Linked DNA regions of Mus musculus: region 2 is linked to region 1. The links are chromatin contacts, called in public HiChIP or PLAC-seq maps. All regions are on one chromosome and are shown on one strand. Each heading gives the region's core, a stretch centred on a gene start, on an enhancer-like site or on the middle of the called end of the contact. The rest is flanking DNA. Distances are from core to core; before and after follow the strand shown. Region 1 has its middle 23 kb from the start of Elovl6. Region 2 has its middle 100 kb from the start of 6330410L21Rik.

Evidence for each region. HiChIP or PLAC-seq counts read pairs in DNA pulled down with a chosen protein or histone mark.
Region 2: a contact with region 1 is called in an H3K27ac HiChIP or PLAC-seq map of embryonic stem cells, with 13 read pairs. The contact joins two enhancer-like sites. A contact is called at or near these places in 1 of 15 datasets of contacts at CTCF or cohesin (CD8 T cells), 3 of 484 Hi-C or Micro-C datasets (the AML12 cell line, cumulus cells and group 2 innate lymphoid cells), 4 of 115 datasets of contacts at active chromatin or transcription factors (embryonic stem cells and regulatory T cells) and 1 of 9 other capture datasets (embryonic stem cells).

The regions. Positions count from the first base shown.
Region 1 is chr3:129,506,611-129,511,667 of GRCm38.p6, reverse strand. No RefSeq gene overlaps it. Among named protein-coding and RNA genes, the nearest start is that of Elovl6, 23 kb to the left of the region's middle. Within about 2 kb of position 1,772, at least 20 of the 459 cell types and tissues checked have an H3K27ac peak or open chromatin away from gene starts, as enhancers often do. A contact at or near this core is called in embryonic stem cells, where this site is marked.
Region 2 is chr3:129,647,487-129,653,249 of GRCm38.p6, reverse strand. No RefSeq gene overlaps it. Among named protein-coding and RNA genes, the nearest start is that of 6330410L21Rik, 100 kb to the left of the region's middle. Within about 2 kb of position 2,804, at least 56 of the 459 cell types and tissues checked have an H3K27ac peak or open chromatin away from gene starts, as enhancers often do. A contact at or near this core is called in embryonic stem cells, where this site is marked.

The sequences.
Region 1 (5,057 bases), core at 523-3,022:
TTTGCTCTTGCTCCCTTATTCTCTCACCCTGTTCTCTCTCTGCCCCTTAGCTCCCCCTTCCCCTCCCACTTCTCTCTCCATGTGTTCACAGCCGGCCTCTACTTCTCTACTCTTTCTCCTTCTCTTCTCTCTCTCTCTCTCTCTCTCTCTCTCTCTCTCTCTCTCTCTCTCTCTCCCTCTCTCTCTCTCTCTCCCTCTCTCTCTCTCTGCCTTTCTCTGTCTCTACTACCCCTTCAACTCCTCTCCCCATGCACTAAATAAACTCTATTTCATACTAAAAAAATAATTGTGTCTGTGCACGTTCCTGTCCACACATCTATGTGCACCCGTGGGTGTGAGGGTGTATGTGCCCATAGAGGCCAGAGGTTGACGCGGCTTATCTCCCTTCCTCATCCTCCACCTTCTTTATTTATTGTTATTTTTTGCATACACTGCTACTGAATGTCTAGCTCTCTCATTCAGCTAGACTGGCTTGCCAGAAAGCCGCAGGGACTGACTCTCTCTCTCTCTCTCTCTCTCTCTCTCTCTGTGTGTGTGTGTGTGTGTGTGTGTGTGTCTTCCAGGTGCATGTGTGGGGGTCATGTATAGGTGTGCATCTTCCAGGTGCATGTGCGGAGGGTCAGAGGAGTTTTTTTTGTTTTTGTTTTGTTTTATTTTGTTTTTCGAGACAGGGTTTCTCTGTGTAGCCCTGGCTGTCCTGGAACTCACTTTGTAGACCAGGCTGCCCTCGATCTCAGAAATCCTGAGACTCAGAGCCTGCCTCTGCCTCCCAAGTGCTGGGATTAAAGGAGTGCGCCACCACCGCCCGGGAAAATGTGTACCCCAGGCTGGCCTCGAACTTGTGACCCTCCTGCCTCTGCCTCCTTCAGCAAATCCTACCGGCGCGTGCCACCACAACTGGCATCAGAGGAGATCTTATGGGAATCAGTTCTTCCTTTTCCCCATGTGAGTCCCAGAGACTGAACTTAAGTATCAGACATGGCAGCAGGCACTCTGCATCAGCAAAACCCTAGCACTAGCCATAAATTTTCTGTAATAAATCTCCCCATATCTGTTTTGCTCTCTTAAATACTTTTTTTTTTTTTAACCTCTGCCCCTTTGGCTTGTCAGGATCACTTTTGGCATGACCTTTTGGCGACCCATATAGGAAACTCTCACTTTGCCTGGCTGGGTAAATCTTGTCTTTGGTCCTCATGGTTGGTTGGCTGATAAGCCTCTGAGGGCTTTGGCTAGGTCCTTGCTTCTCCAGCAAGACTTTAAGTCCTTCTGGCTGTGACTGTGGATTTCAGTTCACTTGTAAAGGCAAACACCCAGGAGATCTTTCCAGGCACTTGTGAAAGCCTAACTTCTTGTTTGTCACTGAAAGATTCTGGGCAAGGCTACTCTTTCTCAGGTCCTATAAACTGTGGGAAAAGGAGGGAGGTCTATTTCCTGTACTCTTTAAGGGGAAGGGGCCACTTTGGTGTTTCAGGAGCCCACTCTCGTGACAGGTGGTGTGCATAGCAGAGACAGCTCGAGAAGATCAATCAGCGCGTGTTGCTAGGACCCTCTTCCCTTCCCCATCTCTCTTCTCCACCAGCAACCTCCTCCTTCACACTGCGCTAGGGTCCGAGGAGTGTAGCGTGTGAATGATGGTGTGTGTATCCGCCATTCCACACTCGTCCCAGCCAGGTTTTTGCTCTCTCCAAGGCAGCGAGCCTCCCGTTCTTTCCTTGTGACTGATGAGTGGCCACATTTTGGTTTGGAAGCTTTCCACTTGAGGTTGGTCTGACTCAACTAACCGAACAGGTTTGGCTTCTGTGTGGAACCAGATGAAGCATGTTACACACAACCCAGTGTGAGGAGACCAAGTCTCCCCTTTCACCCATCCCCAACACTAGTGAGGCCTTTGCTCTCAACGGATGCCTTCTGGGTGAAGAACACATCTCTGGTAAGACCCGTGGGAAGAATATATTTTTATTTCATTTGACCCATCCCTACGGTGCAGCCACTCTAAATTTTATCCTCATGGTCTCACAAAGAAAACACTTCTTAGCCAGGCAGTGGTGGCGCATGCCTTTAATCCCAGCACTTGGGAGGAAGAGGCAGGCGGATTTCTGAGTTCGAGGCCAACCTGGTCTACAGAATGAGTTCCAGGACAGCTGGGGCTATACAGAGAAACCCTGTCTCGTAAAACAAACAAACAAACAAACAAACAAGAAAACACTTCCTTTTTTTAAAAAAATGTTTTTTAAAGATTTATTTATTTATTATATATAAGTACACTGTAGCTGTCTTCAGACACACCAGAAGAGGGCATCAGATCTCATTACAGATGGCTATGAGCCAACCATGTGGTTGCTGAGATTTGAACTCAGGACCTCTGGAAGAGCAGTCAGTGCTCTTAACCGCTGAGCCATCTCTCCAGCCCAAGAAAACACTTCTTTTCTTTCTTTCATTCTTCTTTTAGATTTATTTATTTTTATGTGCATTGGAGTTTGACCTGCACATATGTATGTCTGTGCTGAGGGTGCCGGATCCCCTGGATCACAGACTGTTGTGAGTTGCCACACTGGTGGTAGGAATTGAACCTGAGTCCTCTGGAAGAGCAGACAGTGCTCTTAACCTCTGAGCCTTTTTCCCAGCCCAGCACTTATTTTCCTTTGTAACAAAATGTGTTCCTTTTATCCTCTCCCTAATCTAGAGTGCTGGCTACTTCATGGCACAATAAACTCAGATTGCATCCCATAATTAAATACCTTGTGTTGTGATTTAGGTAAGGACTCTGAGATATTTTATACCCAAGCCTTTGTGTCTTCCTCTATTATCCTCAGCTGTAAGGGATGTTTGGGGGTGGGGTGGGGGGTGGGTACTGTGTTTGCCTCACTAGGTTCTCTTACCCTAACCAAATCTGCCCTAAACTCAACCCCAGATCCTATCTTTGAGGATCCCTCTTTTGTGCACATTCAAGCTCAACCTTGAACCCCTCCTCCACCATCCACCCCTCCTCCACCATCCACCCCTCCTCCACCAGCCACCCCTCCTCCACAGCCACCCCTCCTCCACAGCCACCCCTCCTCCACCATCCACCCCTCCTCCACCATCCACCCCTCCTTCACCATCCACCCCTCCTCCACCATCCACCCCTCCTCCACCATCCACCCCTCCTCCACAGCCACCCCTCCTCCACAGCCACCCCTCCTCCACCATTCACCCCTCCTCCACCATCCACCCCTCCTCCACCAGCCACCCCTCCTCCACAGCCACCCCTCTTCCACCATCCACCCCTCCTCCACCATCCACCCCTCCTCCACCATCCACCCCTCCTCCACCATCCACCCCTCCTCCACCATCCACCCCTCCTCCACAGCCACCTCTCCTCCACCATCCGCCCCTCCTCCACCATCCACCCCTCCTCCACCATCCACCCCTCCTCCACAGCCACCCCTCCTCCACCATCCACCCCTCCTCCACCATCCACCCCTCCTCCACTATCCACCCCTCCTCCACCATCCACCCCTCCTCCACCATCCATTCCTCCTCCACCATCCGCCCCCCCTCCACCATCCACCCCTCCTCCACAGCTACCCCTCCTCCACCATCCACCCCTCCTCCACCATCCACCCCTCCTCCACCATCCACCCCCTCCTCCACAGCCACCCCTCCTCCACCATCCACCCCTCCACCACCATCCACCCCTCCTCCACCATCCGCCCCTCCACCTGGCAACTCTGCTCCCATCCCTCCCTCAGCCTCTGTCCTCCTTCCTCCTGACTCCCCCTACAGACTACCAGCACACACTCTCTCACACCTTCTCCCAGGAACTTCATGTTAAAAACCTTCACCTCACAAAACAGTCTTCCCTTTGAAGGGGTTGAGATAGGAACATTGGTACCATTTACTGACACTTCTAATCTACCTTAAATACAATCCAAAGTAGGATTGGCTAGCTAGGTCACCTCAATCTTCATTAAGGAATCCAAAGGGCTGCTGGTAACTTTTGATTTAATCTGCCAAGACAACCCTACCATCCCAATGATCTGCTGCAGGCATAAAGATGTGTCTTGTCTCTGTTGTTCAGCATGTGACTACATTGAGGACATTCATATTCATAAAACAGTCAGGCCAAGCTTCATTGCTGTGCCTGTTGTGGAGCCTAGCTTGTCATATCATGCCACAGACATAGGAAATTATGGGGTGGCGGGAACCTGCTAGAATCTTATTATTACCTGCTCATTAAAGGAGGTGAAAATGGCCATTATCAAACCCATTCATTATTACAAGTTGTAGGAGATAACGAGAGTTTCTAAGAACACTGTTCTCTTTCTACCATGATTGCTGAAACCATGTGCTAATCTGTTCCCCAAGAGTCAGAAAGACCAACCCATTCTGGCTATACATTTTATAAACCAAACCTTTCCCAGGTATTAGATACAAAAGCTTCACATGTCCTTCAAAGTCTTTAAGGACCAGGAAGAGACTTTGAGGTAAATGACAAGCTCAGCAAATGGTTGCAGCAAACGCCTGTCCTGTGTCTCATCCTTCAGCCACAGGCTTCAGTCTAACGGAACAAACCTAGCTGTGAGTCAAAGACTCTTTCTTGTTCTGGCTGTGGCCGGCTATGACACTTCAGCCTGGAGTGCCCAAAGCTATGGAGCTATAAACCTACCCTCGCACCATATTTAATCTGCAAAGTGAGACTCCACAGAAAGTAGCAATCTCTCTCTCTCTCTCTCTCTCTCTCTCTCTCTCTCTCTCTCTCTCTCTCTCTCCCTCTCTCCCTCTCTCTCTCTCTCTCTCTCTTTCTCTCTTTCTTCTCATGAGATAAGGTCATCCTTTACCAGGGTGAGGCCTGAAAAAAGACAAAGGCCCCTGACTTTGTTCCTGGACTATGAGGAACCTAGCAAGTAATAATTTCCTCTTCCTTTGAGACCCGATGGGAGTGTGAAGCTACATAGACCCCCATCAAGTAGCTTGTTGATGACACTTCAATAACCCTAGACATGGTAGGACCAACATTATATTCCTTATCAATGTGGAAGCTACTTTTTGGACCCTGACCACATTTTCTCCTCAGT
Region 2 (5,763 bases), core at 1,555-4,054, 140 kb before region 1:
ACCACTGTTGTTCGGTATAGTCATTGAGCTTTGAGATTAAGTTGGATTTTGTATGTTAAAAGGGAAAACTTATTAGAGCAATAATGTCAGATACGCTTACTGCAAAGTAAGAAAGACAAAGCAAAGCCAAAATAAAAATGACCCATGAATCAGAAAGCTTCCAGAAGCAGATCAGGCTCTGAAAAACTTCTCAGAAATACCATCCACTGCCAGTATTCACAGAAAGCACAAGTTACGCCCAGAGACAGTATAATTGCTGCAGGCTACGTGGGTATTGAGCCTCGTGTTATTCACTAAAGCTCTGCTGCCGACTTTGCTCTCTTGGTCTCTTGGGTCCAGAACACACACCTTGTCCAAGTCATTGGCCTCTTAACACGTCACACTTAACATATGTAAACCAGGAGGGAATTTTTCTCAGTCGTCACTGGTACTTTTGAGGTGGCCTCAGTTAGGGTTTTGTTGCTGTGAAGGGACATCATGACTATGGCAGCTCTTATGGTCCCTTACTGTCAGGGCAGGAAGCATGGCAGACATGGTGCTGAAGGAGCCAAGAGTTCCACAGGCAGTAAAGGACACCATGTGCCACATTGGCTTAGTTTGAGCACAGGAGACTTCAAAGCCCGCCACCACAGGGACACACTTCCTCCAACAAGGCCACACCTCCTCACAGTGCCACTCCCTGCGGGCCAAGCTGTCAAACACTAGTGTCTATGGGGCCATGCCTATTCAAACCACCACAGAGGTCATGCTTTATTTATAACTTTCTAGTCATATGAAACCAAAGCAGAAGGTAGTGCTACTAAAGGCATAATAGCTAGATGGGGATTGTTTTGCATTGTGTAGTTAGCCTACTGGTTTTGGGGCTTGTGTCCATCACTTCCAGGCTATGTGACTTTGGCAAATTGCTTTCTGCTGCTTCAGTCTCTTTATGAAGTTGCTTGCAATATCACCTTTGTATGGAGTTCTGAGGGGCACTGAGTGGAAATATGTGAACAGCCCATCCCATCTAAGGGCTGGGTTACTATTGTTGTTGCAGGCTCACCAATACGCACCAACATAGCACCCAAGGTATGGGGCAGGAGACTAAATCTCCCGTAAAGCAGAGACTGGCAGATTTTGGATGAGGCTCATTGTGTTAGGATTCACTCACTCCCCACTCCTGAAGCACGGTGAGTTGGGTGGGTTGCTTTTCTTTTTGACTTGAGCACGACCCAACTCTCACTGAGGGCTGACACTGTTTCTTGGCTCTGCGGCCGAGCTTGGCCAGTTCACATTCGCCATCCTTCTGTTCATGTGGATAGGTTTGGCGATGGGCATCCGATCTCAGCCAGAATGCTAATGCTGAATCCTGGGATTTCTGCTGGTGCTACTGAGAAGCAGTGGCTCTTCTCTGCTGCAGAGGCTAAGCTGATAAGGCAGAATGATTCTGCTTCCATCCTCCTGAGAGAGCCTGCCTGAGATTTAATCCCACAGAGAATTGCAAAGTTGGAGATAGAGAGGGAAAAGACCTCAACTGACCTCATTTGCTGGCTGGTCTGGCTGTATTGATCCAAATTTCTTGGTTCTGGACACATATTTACCTGTTCCCCAATCTCCCTTAAACAAGTGTAAGTTTGCTAGCTGTCATTTATAGCTGCCACTCCTGATAAGTACTTTTTTGTTTTTTGGTTGTTTTTTGTTTTTTTTTTTTCTGAGACAGGGTTCCTCTGTATAGCCCTGGCTGTCCTGGAACTCACTTTGTAGATCAGGCTGTTCTCAAACTCAGAAATCCACTTGCCTCTGCCTCCCAAGTGCTGGAATTAAAGGCGTGCGCCACCACTGCCCGGCCTGATAAGTACTTTAATCTTACATAAATTCAAGTCATTCCAGAAGAAGGAACCTCAATTGAAGAGTTGTTCTGTCAGCCAGCCTGTGGGAATGTCTGTGGAACATTTTCTTAATGTTGGAGGGTTCTGCCTACTGTGGTTAGTACTGTGTGTGTATTCATGTCTCTGTGTCTGTCTGTTCTCCAAGCAGTTCTCTTTTTATCCTAAAAAAGTTCTCTGGATGGCTCATCTCCTGCAGAGCACAGGTCTAGTCTTTTATTTTACATACCGTTCAGTTTGTTACCATTCAGAGGAAACTCCAGGTTTCCTTTTGATTATCCTGTGAATCAGCATCCCCCTGGGGCCCCAACCCTTTGATTCCTAAGAGACAATGTATGCAAGACAATGTATGCAAGAGAATGTAATCCTAAGAGAAATGTAATCCTAAGAGAAATGTAATCCTAAGAGAAATGTATACAAGCAAGCATACATTTTTTTCCCTTAACTTTGCAAAAGAATTCAGAGAATGTCTTCTTCCTGGCCTTGAAATTACCATTTCTACCACACCTGGGCCTAACCTCACTCTCTCTTAGGCTGACCTTGAACTCAGGAATCTGCCAGCCCTGGTATCTTTCTGACAAACTGGCTGATAGTGTAGCTACCTTTGTTCCTTTGGGTGCCTCAGACTCATATTGCATCCTTATATTTTGTGTAGTTGAGAAATTACATATATATTTGAACTCATGAGTTTATAGCTCTTTCCCATAGCCTTAGGGGCTGTCCTGAAGGTCCCAACATTTGCCTTTTTTTTTTTTTTTTGGAGACATTAGCCACACCTGGATTTGTGCTATTTCAGGTTATCATGGAGTCATTATCAGGGAGGGCATTTGAAATATGTACTTTATTTTACAAACAAGCCTTATGCTCACAGCAGCCATTGACATTCCTGGAGGCTCACAGCAGGGCCCTGTCCCAGGGGCAGGATCTATGTCACTCTGTCCCCACTAGGGCCAGGCTGGGCTGGGCCAGGGGTGTCACAGGTTTCTGTGAATGCTTATCTCTGCTGAAACTTTTATAGGTGGTTTTTATTGGCTATAGTAGACATTGCCAGAACCAGATGTTTAAATAGTTCAACAGAGAGGAAGATGGCTTTGGAGAGAGACAATGCCAGGGAGGGTTATTGAGAGGCCTTATGGGAAATGGATCCCATGCTGGGCTGGGCTGTGGGGGTGATTAAAGCAGGACTGTTTCCCAGCTGTTGCCCTGGTACTGCAAACACAGATGCGGTCATCATTGGCTTAGTTTCAGCTCAGCCAGATGATTACAAGGCTCCCCTCCTCCCCCCCTTTTTTTTGGCAAGTAGACTGGAGAGCTCAGAGATCCGCTGCCATCCCTTTCCTGTGCCCTCTTAATTGTTGCCACTGAGAAATCCTGAGCCTCTGCCTCCAGGTCTCAGTCCTGTTTGATATGGCCTTTCATGAAGGTCCTATATCATACCTTTGCGGGGACAAAGATTCCCGTAAGCATCATAGAGTCGTCTGACTTCAGTCGTGTGGGCCACCTGGAAAAGGTGCCTTACGGTCATCTGGCTGTGCTAGAACTAAGCCCAAGATTACCACATCTATATTTAGTGACTTCCTAATCACAGAATCAATAAGTATGCCTTCCCTTTGCAAAGCTGGATAATCCCACTTATTCCTGTGAACATCTCACGTGCCTCTAAGAGCAATTACTCCTAATGAGCAAGTTGACTGTGCATACTTTTGATGGATGAGCAGAGGGCTTCTAGAAGGTGTGGCTGGGGTTAATCACTGGGGGGTTAAAGCTGTTTCCTTAAGCACTGCTAAGCAGGGACCCAAGGGCTCGTTCTTGGTAGCAATCATTCTAACTCTACTTAGGTAGATACCCTGAAACCCAATCTATTAGGAAAGCAACAGAATGCTGCTAAGGAATGGGTAGTGTCTCAGTCAGGTTTGGGGATGGAGCCAAGAGTGAGAGAAAGAGAGTGACAGAGACTGGGAGGATCAGGTTATACTAGTGTTTATTCATAAACAACAATAAAACAAATAGAAAGCGAAGTGGGATCGCATTCATTCACACTCACTTCATTCACCCCCGGTCTGGCCTGACTCCCATGGCTGGGCAGGCAAGACCAGCAACATTTCCTGCTCTGCTTTGGGTCCCCACTGGAGCTTTCTTATGCTACCGTTTCTTTTCTCTACTGCCATAGTGCGTGTGTTAAACTGTCCTCACTCTTAAGCACTGGCTCTCAACCGTCCTGATGCCACAACACTTTAATACATTTTCTCATGCTGTGCTGACCCCAAAAGTATTTCATTGCCACTTCATAGCTGTGATTTTGCTACTGTTATGTATCATAATGTCAGATATTCTGGCATGCAGGATTTCTGGTATGTTATCCCCGCAGGGGTCATAACCCACAGGTTGAGAACTGTTGACCTTAAAGCTTCACTTCTTTAACTCCCAACCTCCATTTCTCTCTTGCTTGTAGCCTCTAGACCTGTGCGCTCTAAATTAAGTAAAGAAATCTAAAAATCCAAAGCCGTGTCCACTTATGTTACAGAGGCGGTACAAAGGGCTGCTATAAGAGTATCTCCTTGCATCTGGGAGACAGTCACTACACTGTGCTGGTTAGAACTGCTAAGATGAGTCACTACGTGAGGTACTGGAGTTAACCCTGTTAGGGTTGGCAAAGACTGCTCTGAAGACATGAAGTGAAGGCTGAGAGCAGCAGCGGGGGTGGGGGTGTGGGGATGGGTGGGGGAGGGTTAGGAAGCCTGGAGATGTGAAGGCCTGGTGGGGTAGAGTGAAGGCAGAGTGGGGTATAGGAGGGAGAATGGAGGCAGGGCAGCTGCCTCCTTGGAAGAATAGAAGGAATGCTGTGCTGAATTGGAGACCGGGCTGAGTGTCACTGGACGCAGCACTTTCTCCCCCCAAGCATCTCCCTAGCCTCCAAATAAAGGCTGTAGAAGAAATTGCCCATTTCCCAGCCACCATTAAAAAGGGAAATTTCTGGAAGAGTTAGGGGAAGGATTGAAGGAGCTGAAGGGGATGGCAACCCCATAGGAAGCCCAACAGTGTCAAGTAACCTGGACCCCTGGGAGCTCCCAGAGACAGAGCCACCAACCAAAGAACATCCATGGGCTGGTCCAAAGGCCCTGGCACATATGCAGCAGAAGGCTGTCTTGTCTGGCCTCAGTGGGAGAGGATGCACCCAGTCATGTAAGGGGGAAAGGGGTACAACATTTGGGATATAAATAAATAAATAATAAATAACTAATTAATAAAAAGGAAAATTTCTTAGTTCACAAAAGTCCAGACTCCTCTGATAATCTCAGTGATGATAACAATAATATTGGCTGCAGTCAGTGTCTGTCAAGTGGGCTGAATTTACCAATGAGGATCAGAGTTCAAATCCTCAGCACCCACATAGACACCACCCAGTGTGACAGCCCAGCACATTGGGCCTAAGGACAATAGATGCCTGGAGTGATGGCCTAACAGTAGATGGCTGTTAGAATAGCTGGGACTGCTATGCTTCCTGTTTAGGGAAGAGTCTTCCTCAAAAATAAAAACACAGAGCATGGTCAAGGAAGCTATCCATAGACACACAAATATACACGTGTACCCCACCCCACGGCATGAGCTTCCATCCAGACAAACACAAATAGTCACACACGTGCACAGCACACACCCCCACAAAAGAAGTAAAATGAAAAAAGAGGGGAGGGGAGTTATTCTTTCTGTAATGTACAACTGCGTCGAGGCGCAAAAGTCCGTCATGTGGAAGGACAGATGCTAGCACAGTTCATTAAATGGAAGCTAATCCAAGTCTTGTAGTCACGTTCTCGTCTCACTTTCCAAAGGGCTCCTCTCATACACCACATATGTCGCTCTCCTAAGAACACTGGTTTCTTCAGCAACACAACTTGACTTA